2 separate regions of the Hordeum vulgare genome follow, and region 1 is linked to region 2. The links are chromatin contacts, called in public Hi-C maps. All regions are on one chromosome and are shown on one strand. The core of a region is the stretch at or near the end of the contact, and the rest is flanking DNA. Distances in the headings are between cores, read along the strand shown. Region 1 holds the start of LOC123413493. Region 2 holds the start of LOC123413457 (65-kDa microtubule-associated protein 1-like).

What was found. Hi-C and Micro-C count contacts between places; a contact is called where the count stands out from the background.
Region 1: a contact with region 2 is called in a Hi-C map of seedling, with 4 times the contacts expected there. The contact joins the promoter of LOC123413493 here to the promoter of LOC123413457 in region 2. A contact is called at or near these places in 2 of 6 Hi-C or Micro-C datasets (leaf and seedling) and 1 of 1 datasets of contacts at active chromatin or transcription factors (embryo).

Annotation. Positions count from the first base shown.
Region 1 is chr7H:139,958,530-139,964,643 of MorexV3_pseudomolecules_assembly, forward strand. It overlaps LOC123413493, which reads left to right and starts at 3,628. Exons shown (of 8, transcript XM_045106433.1): 1 at 3,628-4,067; 2 at 4,184-4,264; 3 at 4,355-4,414; 4 at 4,973-5,016; 5 at 5,175-5,217. The coding sequence starts at 3,741. LOC123413491 reads right to left here and starts at 3,552. Exons shown (of 3, transcript XM_045106430.1): 1 at 3,117-3,552; 2 at 1,804-2,005. The coding sequence starts at 3,534.
Region 2 is chr7H:139,697,819-139,704,752 of MorexV3_pseudomolecules_assembly, forward strand. LOC123413457 (65-kDa microtubule-associated protein 1-like) reads right to left here and starts at 4,884. Exons shown (of 9, transcript XM_045106394.1): 1 at 4,671-4,884; 2 at 3,844-3,899; 3 at 3,528-3,731; 4 at 2,998-3,255; 5 at 2,637-2,852; 6 at 1,990-2,544; 7 at 1,818-1,905; 8 at 1,510-1,658; 9 at 550-1,170. The coding sequence starts at 3,888. The coding sequence ends at 859.

The DNA of each region.
Region 1 (6,114 bases), core at 2,378-4,877, 260 kb after region 2:
CTGGTACTCGTAAGTTAGCCACCAAATATGTGCTTAGCCGCTGCTGCAACCTCACCACTTAACCATACCTCACCCATTAAGCTTTGCTAGTCTTGATACCTTTGGAAATGAGATTGCTGAGTCCCCTGTGGCTCACAGATTACTACAACACCAGTTGCAGGTACAGGTAAAGGTTACTTGACGCGAGCGCGTTGAATGTTCATTTGGAGTTGCTTCTTCTTCTTCTTCTTCTTCATCGATCTAGGATGGGTTCCAGGCCGGCAGCCTGGGATAGCAAGGATGGACGTCGTTCTTCTTTTGTCGTTTGTTTTCGTCCGTAGTCGGACCCTGCTCTTACTCTTGCTGATTATGTAATGTACTGATGTGACTCTGATGTAGCTTGTGGCGAGTTTAAGCCAACTCTTTATATATATCATCTTTTCAGTACATGTCTTGTAACGATATCCATTCTTGCGACACGACGAGATGCGCTTCTATCCCTGACGAGGCCCTCGTGCCAAATTGAGGATAGGGTCGCATCTTGGGCGTGACACAACGCTGCCCTCTTCTGGGAGGACCGATGGCTTAATGGCAGGTCCGTCTGCGAACTAATGCCCCAGCTGTACACATGCATACCGAAGGGACGACACAAGATCAGGACAGTGGCTGAGGGTCTCCTTGGCAACTCCTGGGCCCGAGACATTCTCGGAGTTCTAGGCGTCCACGAGATAGGCCAATACTTGCAGCTCTGGCAACTTGCCCAGCAAGTCACGCTCTCAACCGAACCAGACAGGCTAACTTGGAAGTGGACGTCCAACGGCATCTACACCGCGCATTCTGCCTACCTAGCAACATTCCAGGGCTCCAAAACGTGCTCCTCTTGGAAGCTTATATGGAAGACTGGGGCTCCCCCAAAGGTCAAATTCTTCCATTGGCTGGCCTGCCAGGACCGATGCTGGACAGCGGAGCGCCTCGCGCGCCACGGAATGCAGCACCACCCCCGATGCCTGCTCTGCGATCAAGCCCCAGAAACGATGCGCCACCTGATGCTAGAATGCCCATTTGCTCGCCAAACTTGGCATGAGATCCTTGCCTGGCTCAGGATGACCGCCACCCCACCAGACTATGAGGCCTCACTCATGGACTGGTGGCTGCAGGCCAGGCAGAATACGCCGAAATCGCTGCTCAAGGGCCTCGCGCCCGCCACCCTCCTCGTGCCATGGATGATCTGGAAACACCGCAACGCTTGCGCCTTCGAAGGGGCCCAGCCTTCCTCGCTGCAACTACTCAGCAACATCAAGGAGGAGGCCACTGCCTGGGCCAACGCGGGCGCCCGTGGACTTAGAGTAGTTCTCCCACAGACCTGGGATGTCCACTAAATTCTATCGATTTTGCTTTGTAACTGGTGCCTCCTAGGAGGACATGTAACCCAAACTCTGCCTCTTCAATGATAAAAACGCAAATGTCATTTGCGCTTTCTCGAAAAAAAAATAAGAATGTCTAAGATAGTGCTGATGGCTGTACTTTAGTTATTTCAGCAATGTTGGATGAACAGCAGATTCAGCTAACAGTGAGCAACATCAGCAAATCTTTCTTCATTGATGAGATGGGAATGGCACATGGTTTAGGTGTTTTCTATACACTGTACTGGGGAGATTCACCAATGAGCTAACAGCACTGTTTTTTGAATTCTACAAGTACCAAGCAATAAAGTAAGGAACAACCAATTTCGACATGGAATTTCAATAGATAGCAGAAAGGAATTTGTGAAGAAACAAACAACTGCACAAGAATGTCAAAAGAGTTGATGAGAAAATAAATTACCTCGTTGCAGCGTCCACTGACTCCAGTTTGACAAATGCAAAACCCTTGCAAATAGGATCACGGGTCTTCTTAGTTCCAGAGTTTGCTGGGTTTATAGTTACCAAGCCAGGAAACCCTTTGAAAGCCAGGTTCAGGTCCTTATGTATGTTCTTCTTTTTCGGGAGGTTCCAAATACGAACATGAACGCCATCATCACTGACATCTGTGACAACGTACAGGAAATTCACCGAGAAAATCAGGCTTATGTTCAACAATAATTTCTTCGAAACCTTCCACAGCAGCTAAATCTCAAAATGAAGTGCCAATGATTTCAAAAGGTTTCCAAAATGCAAAGCTGAGCTATCTACTAAGGAGTGTGGATAACAAAGAAACAAATATAAATTTATTAACTCCAGATATTATTACACCGAGAGCAAAAGATAAATTGGATCATATCGACATTCACTTTCAGGTGTACTGAAACTCCATGAGGTAGTTTCTGAACATGCTTTTGTCACTAGCCTTGGAAGTTGGACTTATAGTGTACAAAGTGTTTGTAGAGATCATGTGTAGTCGTAAGTTACCAATAATAGGTTGGTGTTAGACTTAGACGACCAAGCAACCAAAAACTGTGAGAAACTGAGAATTATTGTTGCTGGTAGGAACTGAGCATTTCTCAACAATCGTTAAAGTTATTCAATGCAAAGCAAAAGAACTTTGCATTTTCTGCCTCACATTTTTATTTAACTAGTTGGCTGCGTTTTTGGCCCTTGTAATACTATACAAAAGTTATTTCTTTTCTTTATGTTTTAAAATGGGAAGTTTCCCACGAGGTGAATTATCTTCCGCGATTTGACTTTTGACGTCGTGTAATTTACTAAATATTCCTGTACTCCCTTCGTTCCTAAATACGGAGTATAAGTCTTTTTAAAAGTTTCACTAGTAGACTACATACGGATGTATATAGACATATTTTAGAGTATAGATTCATTCATTTTGTTCCATATGTAGTCCCTAAGAAAATATCTAAAAAGATTTATATTCCCTCCGTCTCAAAATAAGTGTCTTAAGCTTAGTACAAATTTATACTAAAGCTAATACAAACTTAAGACAGTTATTTCAGGACAGAGAGAGTATTTAGGAAGGGAGGGAGTAGAACATTGTATATTAGCTGCATAAGTATCTGTGTCGTCTTCACAAGAAAAGAAAAATTGATGAAATGTTGCACTGTAGTGTGTTATCCATAATGAATAGTGATAGCAAATTAGCAATGGCATGTTAATTGGTCGATGATTCAAACAATGTCAGCTGATGAGAACGCAGAGGAAGCTCACCTGCGCTGGTTTCTGTGGCCGAGCCGTTGGTTTTGACGCTCTTGGGCGGAGCCGATTTGCTCTTGCGCCCGGCGCCGCCGAGGCCCATCTCCCGGAGAAGCTGCTCTTCAACGTCGGTGGTGTAAGTCTTCCCCACGCCGAAACCGGCCGGCTTGGGCCGGTTCTTGAGAAAGATGTCCTCGTCAACCGCCTCCTCCACGCCGTCGTCGTCGTCCTCATCCGCCTCCTCGTCCTCGTCGTCGTCGAGGGTGGTGGGCACCGGCTCGCGGCTCCGGCGGCCGTATTTCCTCAGGCGAGGGAAGGCGAAGATGACGTGCGACGCGCGCAGCCGGGAGGGCGGCGGCCGCGAGAACGAGAAGGGGGCCGACGCCGCGGCGGCGCAGCACGCGGTCGGCAGCTGTAGCTGTAGCAGTGGCATTTCGTTTTTGTGTTCAGGCCGGACGGACCAGCCATGGCGCGTGGTTTCCTCTTATCACCGCGAGACTTAACCGGCACCGTCCGATCCTTATCGCAAACGAATCGCAGCCTCTGCCTCTGCCTCCGCCTCGCCCCCACGCGCCTGCCGCCTCGCCGCCGGCCATTTTCCGGGCACGTCGCCGTCTCCCCCGCCGTCGGATTCTTATTATGCTTCGCCTTCGCCTCCATCCTTGCCCACGCTTCTCCCCGTCTCCGCCGCCTTTCCACCACGCCCTCCCCCGCCGGTTGGCCGCCTCTCCGCTACCAGAGCTCTCCTTTCCACTCACCGCCACCGCGCTCCGAACCCGGACCCCGCCGCTCCAGGCCGCCGTCAGCCGAGCCGCCCCCGGAGAGGAACGTCGGGGCGTGGATGAGGACGAGGAGGACGTGGACCTGGACAATGCGCTCACCAAGACACGGCGGCTCGTCGAGTGCGCCATGTTCGCGTCCGTTGCTGGTCTCGCCTACTTCCTCAGCAACTCCCTCGCCATCGAGGTCCGCGTCCTTCTTCCACTCCGGCGTGCAATGTTGCTCTGTTTCTTTGGTCTTTCTATAAATCCATTTATTTGACTGTTGATGCATGAAGCTGCTGCCTTCTTTTGCTGATGCAGAATTACTTCAGCTGCTTTTTCCCATTGCCGATAGTCATCTCCTCCTTGAGATGGGGGTTAGGAGCTGGTAGGAAAACTATGGTGAGTCTGATCAAATGGTTCACGTGGCATTGTATATAGCTTTCATGTATTTTAGTTTAGTTTAGTTCATTTATGGCATTGCCTCGTCAGGTGGCTACTGTTCTACTGCTCTTCACATTGTCTGGCCCTGTCAAAGCATCCACTTATCTGGTAAGTATCTCCTGTGTGGCAAATGATTCATATCATAGTTGTGCCAATGGCATGTGTTTGGTTCAGAACATTTAAATTTGGCAACTCACATATTTACCTTGAAACTAACTGATGTTGGTGCTGCAATCGGGTGTTGAATCAGGGGCTTCAACTTCAAGATCATTGGTATTGAAACGAATAATGGCTCCATATCCTGGAACTAAAATCAGCATATCTTAGCACTCAAAGAAATCAATATTCCGAGTGAAAAAATTGTATAAGTAGAGATGGCAAGCTGCAACAGTAAGGGTTAACAACTTAGCATTCATCAATCATCGAACAACAGTATTTTATTTATTTATTTTAGTACTCCCTCCGATCCATATTAATTGTCTATGGATCGGAGGGGGTACTTAAGTTTTGGTGTTGGTAATTTACCCTTTTTCTCTTAGCTTCTCTGTACATACTGTTCCATTTTATTTCTGTATCTTCTTTGGGACTTGAAAGATTAAAAGAACCCTTCGGTCATTCGTTATGACTCGGGACATTCTTACATTTCTTGGGCTTGTTTTCCTGCAGCTTATGCATGGGATAGTTGGTCTAGCCATGGGTACTATGTGGAGGTGAGGAAAGGTGAAGCTTTCGCTTTTAGTGTTGGTATATATGTCACTAAAAGTTAATGATAGATTTGCTTCAGAGGTGCATATATGCAGCTGTTACTTCCAACCGATTTTTATTGACTTTGAGTAACCGTAACATTTTTCCCCTGCTCTGTCATCAGGTTGGAGACCGATTGGATTGCTTCCATCATAATCTGCTCAATTGTAAGTATCTTCTCTCAATTGGTATTTCATATCTATAGATGTATTGCTGATGACATATGGACTACACATAGCCTCGTAGCTTTGGATCGGAACTCGACAACATTACCTTGTGAAAGATTCTATATAGAGTTAGGCCATTGATATTTTCGTAATGTTTGACATAACTATGTAGTTTCTATTTGAAAATATGAATAAAATTGTCTAGTTCATGATTTTAATAGTTGCAAATCTCTGTGTTCTTTCTTGTACACCTGTTAGATATCCTTTGGAAGAATTTTCTTTGCTTGCACAATAGAGGGTTACCTTTGTGCTAGTCCTTATCAAAAAATTACCAAGCAAATTATATCCAGTACCAAACAAGCTTATGTTCTTTTTGTTATTTCTAACATAGGATGTAGCAAACTGCAATTGATATCTCTTCTGGCAAGCAACGCATTGCCAGTTGGTATTTCTTCTTAACTTCACATGATGTCTAATATGACTAGACGAAACTTCCTCGTCACAGGAGTACAGAGGTGGGAAAGAGTCGAGAGACAATAGAGGCTGGTGCATAAGCTCATGTCCGTGAGGAGAGTGAGGGTAGTTCATAGGTCCACATCTGAATTCAGAATCATTGGGTAGAAATAAATAAACAGCCTGTTTTGCTAATAAGAAACTTCAAGATCATTCGGTAAGAAATAGATACTAAGATCTAGATTGACTTAAAACTAAATCCATATCAAAAATTTCGCCCAGTGATCATGTAACACCCCCTTTCCGGTGTGATTGCCGACGTGAGGTCTCTCTTAGTTCTTCTGACTTGGGGAAGAAGCAGAATGAGAACAAGTGGGAAGTATGAGGAGAATTTAGAGCTTTATTCCTCAATTCGGACTTAGTTGTTTCTGCATAACAAACAGG
Region 2 (6,934 bases), core at 3,634-6,133:
TAATCCCCTTCTTTCTTCATTTAATTTTATGTTACCTCAACAAAATGATGTAATAGTTGACATGAACATTCTCCCTCCGTAAATAATATAAGAGCGTTTAGATCACTATTTTAATTATCTAAACACTTTTATATTAGTTTACAGAGGGAGTACACCTATGATAAAAGCGTTTAGATCACTATTTTAATTATCTAAACACTTTTATATTAGTTTACAGAGGGAGTACATCTATGATACTTTCATTACAATCAGCCTATGATACTCGCATTACGACCAGCCTGAGGTAGTGGGGCAGCAGCCACACCAACCAATGCATGCGTGCAACTGCGACAGCCTAAACCAATGGCCATTAACTAAGCACTGCTAATAATTGTTTCCTTGGTCCTGCGAATTTGGTCTCTGGGACTAGTAATCCCCGACGGAGGTAGTATTATGGAGTACGTAGGCGTCAGCGACTCAGCGGCAAATCAGAGTATCACAAGCAAACGTGGGAAACCAAAGGAAACAAAATCATGCTAATAGGATTAGGAGGCAAAAGATGACCAGGCAGGGCACACAAAAAGGTTATTTCAACGACTAATAACACAGACCAGCAAAGTCTATACTACGTCCGATCACAGGTAGCAGAAAATAGTGTACGCCTCGCTGAAACTAATCAAAAGTGGAACACCACTTTACACCAGGAGCAAACAAACCCTGGCCAGGTAGCCGAACTACAGAGGGGTCGATGGACGTCACTTATACTCCCTCTCCTCGCTACAAACACAGCACATTATATTAGCACAAAACAATGGAAAAACAAACCATCAGCAAATATCCTTTCTTATCTTCTAATAGTACACCATATTAGGTCAAAGATCACGGCGTGGTCGGAGCCAGGTCGGTGCCGGAGATGTGGGAGGACGCGTCTTCCTTGGCAGCAGCTCCGTTCCCTGGGGACGACACCGCCTTCGTCGCGCTGTCTCTCTTGCTGTCCTTCCCCCCAAACCTTCCATTCTGCTGACCGCTGATTGACAGTCTTCTGCTCGGAGGAGTGCCGTTCATGGACGTGCCGTTGGATTTTGGGCCGGGTAACTTCTTCGCGGTAGCCGGTCTGTTAGGGCTGACTCGCGATCCAAATGGCCCTTCATGGTCAGTGTTCAGTTTCTGCTCGACATAGCGCTTTTGTTCCTGGCATGTGAATGTAGCACACAAAATGGAGAATTCATATTGCTGAAATAGGGGACAAGAGCATATGCCAGATATAGAAATAATCTAGCCCTAGGCACTAGTGATGAATCTCGTAGTGTTTGTGTTCCTAGTTCCAGGTTTCCTACTTATGATTAGATGTGACAGCATCCTGATGGACTGAACTCAAAGGGTAGAAACCAGACAATGAAATGCCTATTGCTAAAAGCAATCAGCATATTCAAAACACTGTCCGCGTTCACAAGACACTCAAACATAATTCAAGGGCATTCTAAATTGGGAAAGTATTCGCTTCCAATTTTAAGAGCAAGTAGAACATACCTTCATTCTTTTCTTGTCTTCTTCTCTTTCCTCCCTCAGCATAACATACTCATCCAACATAGCTAGAAGCGGTACACCATCATACATAAAGGATAGACCACGGCTCTCTTCCCATGCCCTAGTCTTGGCCACCAAAGTTTCGACAAGCGCTGGAATGAAACCATTGATTGCATTAGTAACGAACAGAATAACATGTGTACTCGTACAATAAAATGCATGACCAAAAGAAAATCCGATAAACATAAATAGGCTTCCATCGTATACAGATGTTCACAGAAGATGTTCATATATGCATTTCAGACAAGTACCTGGAATCTTGCTGACAAGAATACGAGCTTTTTCTGCACGTTTGAGATTCAGATGGGCACCTCGGCTGGAGTTATATCTGTTGTCATCCTGCAGAGAGATTTTGAATTTGTGCGTGAGAAGCCAGTCCTAAAACCAGCAGCACTGATTTGCTAAAGTAAATTATTAGCATACCCTGTTATAATCTTCAAGCCAGCTTTCTTCTTCACATGCAGACATCCATTTTTCAACTTTATCTAATATATCTTTTCTGCTCAATGCTTCTTCCTTTGCTTTTCCTATCTGACCTTCCATATCTGCAATTAGTTCTGTTGGTTCTATGTTCCCTGCCTCAATCAGTGCCAACAATTTCATATGGGCAGCTGCGGTGTCTATTACTGTGTGAGCACCGGCATAGATGTCTTCCAACTCAGTTTGCTTCTTGAAAGCAATTTCTTTCATCTTGCTGTATTTTAGCTGGTCCAGCCTTTGAACCTCTGTCTCAGCCTGAACAGGAAAAAAGGCCAAATAGAGCTGAACAAACAATTCATACCAGGGAATAATCCTACCAGAGAATTTCAAACGTAATCTGACCTGTTCAATTAAATCAAGGGCAAGTGCCCCAGGAGCAGTGACTTCATCTACAGATGCTGATCTGTTGCATGTAACATGATCAAACATGCTCCTTTCTTGTGTGGGAGCATCCATGAGATCCCAAAGATCATACAGTTGACCGGCAAGCTCTTGAAGCTGAGAATACCAAATAAGCCATTAATGAGATTGTGCATGTAATAAAATAGGTATGTGCTTCAGATTTTAAGAAATGTGATTTTTGTTTTTACCTTGCTTAGCCTCAATTTTTTATCTTCATGAAGTGTGGCTACTGTCTTGTCAAGTTTTGATAATGTATCATCGCTGATGCTCTTGCAGTTATCAGCAATAGAGTCATCTAGACTGGGATGAACTTCAGTCACGGTACTGAGAAAATCCATCCCCAAGACAGTACATAGATCATGCACCATGCTTACATACTCAAGAACTTTCTCCAACCTATTGCTCTGCAAACCAGTTTTCAAGCGCGTAGAAACTCTTGTTAGCCATTGGGAATCAACGGCGAAGAAATAGTCAAAACATCATAATAAACCATTTTTCTCTTTGACCAGGTAAAAAACAAAAATAAATTAGGGAAGGAGTGGGTATTACCTTCTCTTTCTCAAGCTCCTGGAGTTGGGACCGAAAATCTTCAAGCCTCTCAAGTGTCAAATCATCCTCGTTGACCTGTGGTGTAGCCACCTGCTCACCGACCTCTGTGGTGCCAGCAATCTCACCACATATTTGATCAATTTGTGACTGTACGCTGACAAATTCCCTCTTCCTCTCATTCTTCTTCTTATTCAACTGCTCAAGTGTTGGAGCGATAGCAGCTAGCTGTTGCTTGATTGTCCCTGATGTCTTCTCAGGCTGCATGCATTCATAATTCTTGATTTACTTTCATAATTAAAAAAATGGCTCTAAGATTCAAAGTGTCATTTCACTTCTGAGTTATGACAATCAATATCATGCACATCGAGAGGAAAAGAATGAGGTGGGAACTGCTATTACAGAAAAGCTTTGTTGGTCAGTTCCTAGTTCCACTGAATATGCACTAGAATGTATCATGCATGCACTCCACAAAATTGTCTAGGATGAAAATCAACCAGCAATCCTTAAGCGTTGTGACAATATGAACTTACGGTTCTCGCTACAGCTTTTTCCCCAAGAGCAGAAAGAAGCCTGGCAAGCTCGATCTTCGAGTCATCGAGCGCCTGGATAAGGAGATCCCTAGAGTTGGTGGCCTGATCAACTTTCCTCTTGTAGACATCCAGGCACTCCTGGTCCAGCTGATACAGGACCTTGTCGCGGTCCTCGTCGCTCTCACCAACTTCATCCCACACAAGCTATAGCAGGGAGATTTCATAGAAGAAGCATGTCACCATCAGTTGCACAAAACCAAGTTGACAAACAAAACAAAACAAAAAACCTTGTTGCAGTTTGCAAAGTGCCGCATACCTGTAATTTCTGCAGCAAGGATCCACAGGTAATGCCGCCGGCCATTTCAGAACAACCTGTAAGTAAGGAGCATCGCTTGAGAATAAATCTTGCATACCAAACTAGAACTCTCAACACGAAATGCACTTCTGAACCTGACGACATGAACGCTTAATCGAACCAAACCCGCCCAAACAACCACGTCGGCCCATGGTAGGCACTAAATCTCACATGCACTGCAAGTGTCGCATTCGTGAGCCATATCACTAACTAATGATAAACTTATCCCCAAATTAGCAGCACTCTAATAATTAAAAATAGAGCCTAGATGGCCCTACTGGAGTAGAGCACCCCAATCATGGCCACCAATAATGACATCTGAACGCCTAAACGCTAGGGGATCCCACTTACCGAATCTAATACTGTAGTATATCTGGCCTTAAACCCAGCAATAATCCAAGAACATCCAGGAACCCTAGAATCCGACTCCAAAACACGGAAACCCGAAGGCAGTTGACCGGTCTCGTCTGGCCAAGCAGCTCCAGAAGTTCGCGATCTGAGCAGTCAGCTCTCACGAATCGACCGCCGAAAATAAACAATTTGATTCTCGTATGACTTCGGTCTCAGCACCCAAACCAGAATGCTGCGCCATCACGCAGATGGAGCATGAAGTGGAGATCCCCCACCGGGCACACCTCCCAGCTAAACCCCCGGCACGCAGCGCCGCCATTACGGTCCGCACCCCCAGATCTCCGTCCCCCAGCGACTCCCCTCCAACCCCACCGTGAACGAGGAGGAGAACTGGAGAAGAAGAGAAGGCGAAGCAGAGGAAAAAAAAAGGCTCTCACCAGATCACGCGGCCGGCGCGAGCGGGGACGACGGGCGGCCGCACCGGAGCGCGCAGGATTGAGACGGACGGGGCTTGACCGTAGACTCCTCGAGCCTCGTCGCCGGAGGGGAGCTCGCCGCCGCTGGCGAGGGTTGGGGGAGGGGAGCAAGCAGCGGCGAGAGTGAGCTGAGCTGAGACTGGACCTCGCTGCTGCTGCTCCTGAAGTGGTGATGCTGCCGCGGGACGGGGCGGCCAGCCCAATTAATGGGGGTAGGTGGGCGGCGGTCCCGCCGCCGGATGCGAGCGGTCGGGGCATCGGACGGCCCGGATGGCCCCGGGTGGTGTTTCTTACCGCGGGTGTCGGTGAAAGAACGGTACGGGGGAGAATAATGCGGCCGGTGGGCCCGCGCGGCGCGGAGAGGAGGACGGACGGGCGGCTTGGGGAGCTGTAAATTCCATGCGTGAAATTTTGGTGTCTGGTGCCCTCGGGCGGCGTTATTAACGAAACGAAATGGTGGATTGCTTGTAGTTAAATCAAGGGATTGAGGGTGGCCTTGACCAGTCAGAGTTGTCTCGTTGCGATCCGGGTCTCCGCATTTCCAGCGGTGTTTCAGTGCGGTTTTGGGTTTAGGTATCTCTCTGGCTTCTCCTGTTTGTACCCACGTGATTAACCACGATGCTCCTTCACGTTCGGGAAGGGCTTAGGGGGTGCGGGTTTTTTTTTACAGAATACAATCAAATTCGTTCACCTATACGAGCGTATACTTATTGCTATAAACGCACGCATACCTTACCCCTATGAGCATCTTTAATAGGCTAGAAAACACATCACTGGAAGACCTGAAGTAAATTCAGGAAAATGCAAAGATCAATGTCAAGTATGTGACTTGAACTCTGGTAGACAAGGGATACCACAGTCCTTCTAACCATCCAACCACGGATTGGTTTGCACTGGTACGGTTTTAAGACGAGCATCAGGAGAACGAACGTTTGGAGGCCGAGCTCCATAGAACTCGAAATTTTGAAAAAAATTATAATTTACAATTTTTGATTTGAAAAATCTGAAAAAAATATACAAGTAAAGAAAAATGTTACGTGCATGTGTCTAGATTTTAGGATGAAATACCTAAAGATATGATCTGCATAGAAAACAAATTAATGACCTTGTATGATGAATAGTATCATGTGTTAAAAAGTTTTGGATTTAGTTTTTATATAGACCTTATTTTAACGTATTTTTTCTGAAAATTTATACACATGTGTGTTACGCCCTCACTTATCTCTGTACTTTTTCAAAAAAATGTAAAAATATGAATTTTCATGGATTTTGAATTTCAAATTTAAAGATCACCATAGAGGCCGGGCTCCAAAAGCAATTTTCGAGCATAGGTCGCTAGAAAAAGATTCAGCTTCATCTGATTTGGAGATGAAAGGGTGGGCATGTTTTTTCTGCATCCGATTTTTCTCTCCCTGCGCCCGGTTCCACGCATCATGGGAACTCATCTATCTCGTCTCGCCTCATTTGTGTCATTTCCAACGCCATCCCACAAATGGACACAATATTTGTGTTCGGATGCATTCTCAGATGTCCGCGGATGATGATATAAGAGCCAAACATTCAACACTTTGTTTTAAAGGTCTACCTGCAATACAAGCAAGTTGGGACGTAAGTGCATCTCGAACATTAACCCCAAATCATACATTGTATCCGTTCATAGATTTGTATGGACAATAATGCAGCACGGAACCATCCAACCCTTATAATCACAAAAAAAGGTGCGTGGTTGAGACAAGAGAGAGGAGAGAGAGAAAAAAAAAGATCACATAGTTGTTTTTGTTGGTCAACTAGATGTGGGACTCCGCTTCTGGTTTATCTCCCCTAACAATAAAGCGCGCAGCGCTTCTGTCGTCCGTCGTCGGGCATTTTGTAAAAAAGCCCCTGATGTATTGGGTATTCAATCCGCACTCCTGATTTGAGTGAACAAAAAACGTTTCAGTTTTATTAAAAAAAACACCCCAGCTCACATTATCCACCTCCACCACGGGATCGTCCTCCATCGCGGTATCCTCTCTCCGGCCCCGTCCTCCACCACGGCCACGAGCACGCTACTCTCCGGCCACCTCCTGCCCCGCCCCTCCCCGCCCCGCCTGACCCAGGCGACGGTCGATCCGGTGTTGCGCCGGCCGTCGGGTAAGCTGCCATCGCTCCCCTCGCGCCCGCCAGCCGCCTCGCCAGCGATCCCACAACTCCGCCACGCCCCGCCGTTGGTACCTTCCGAACCT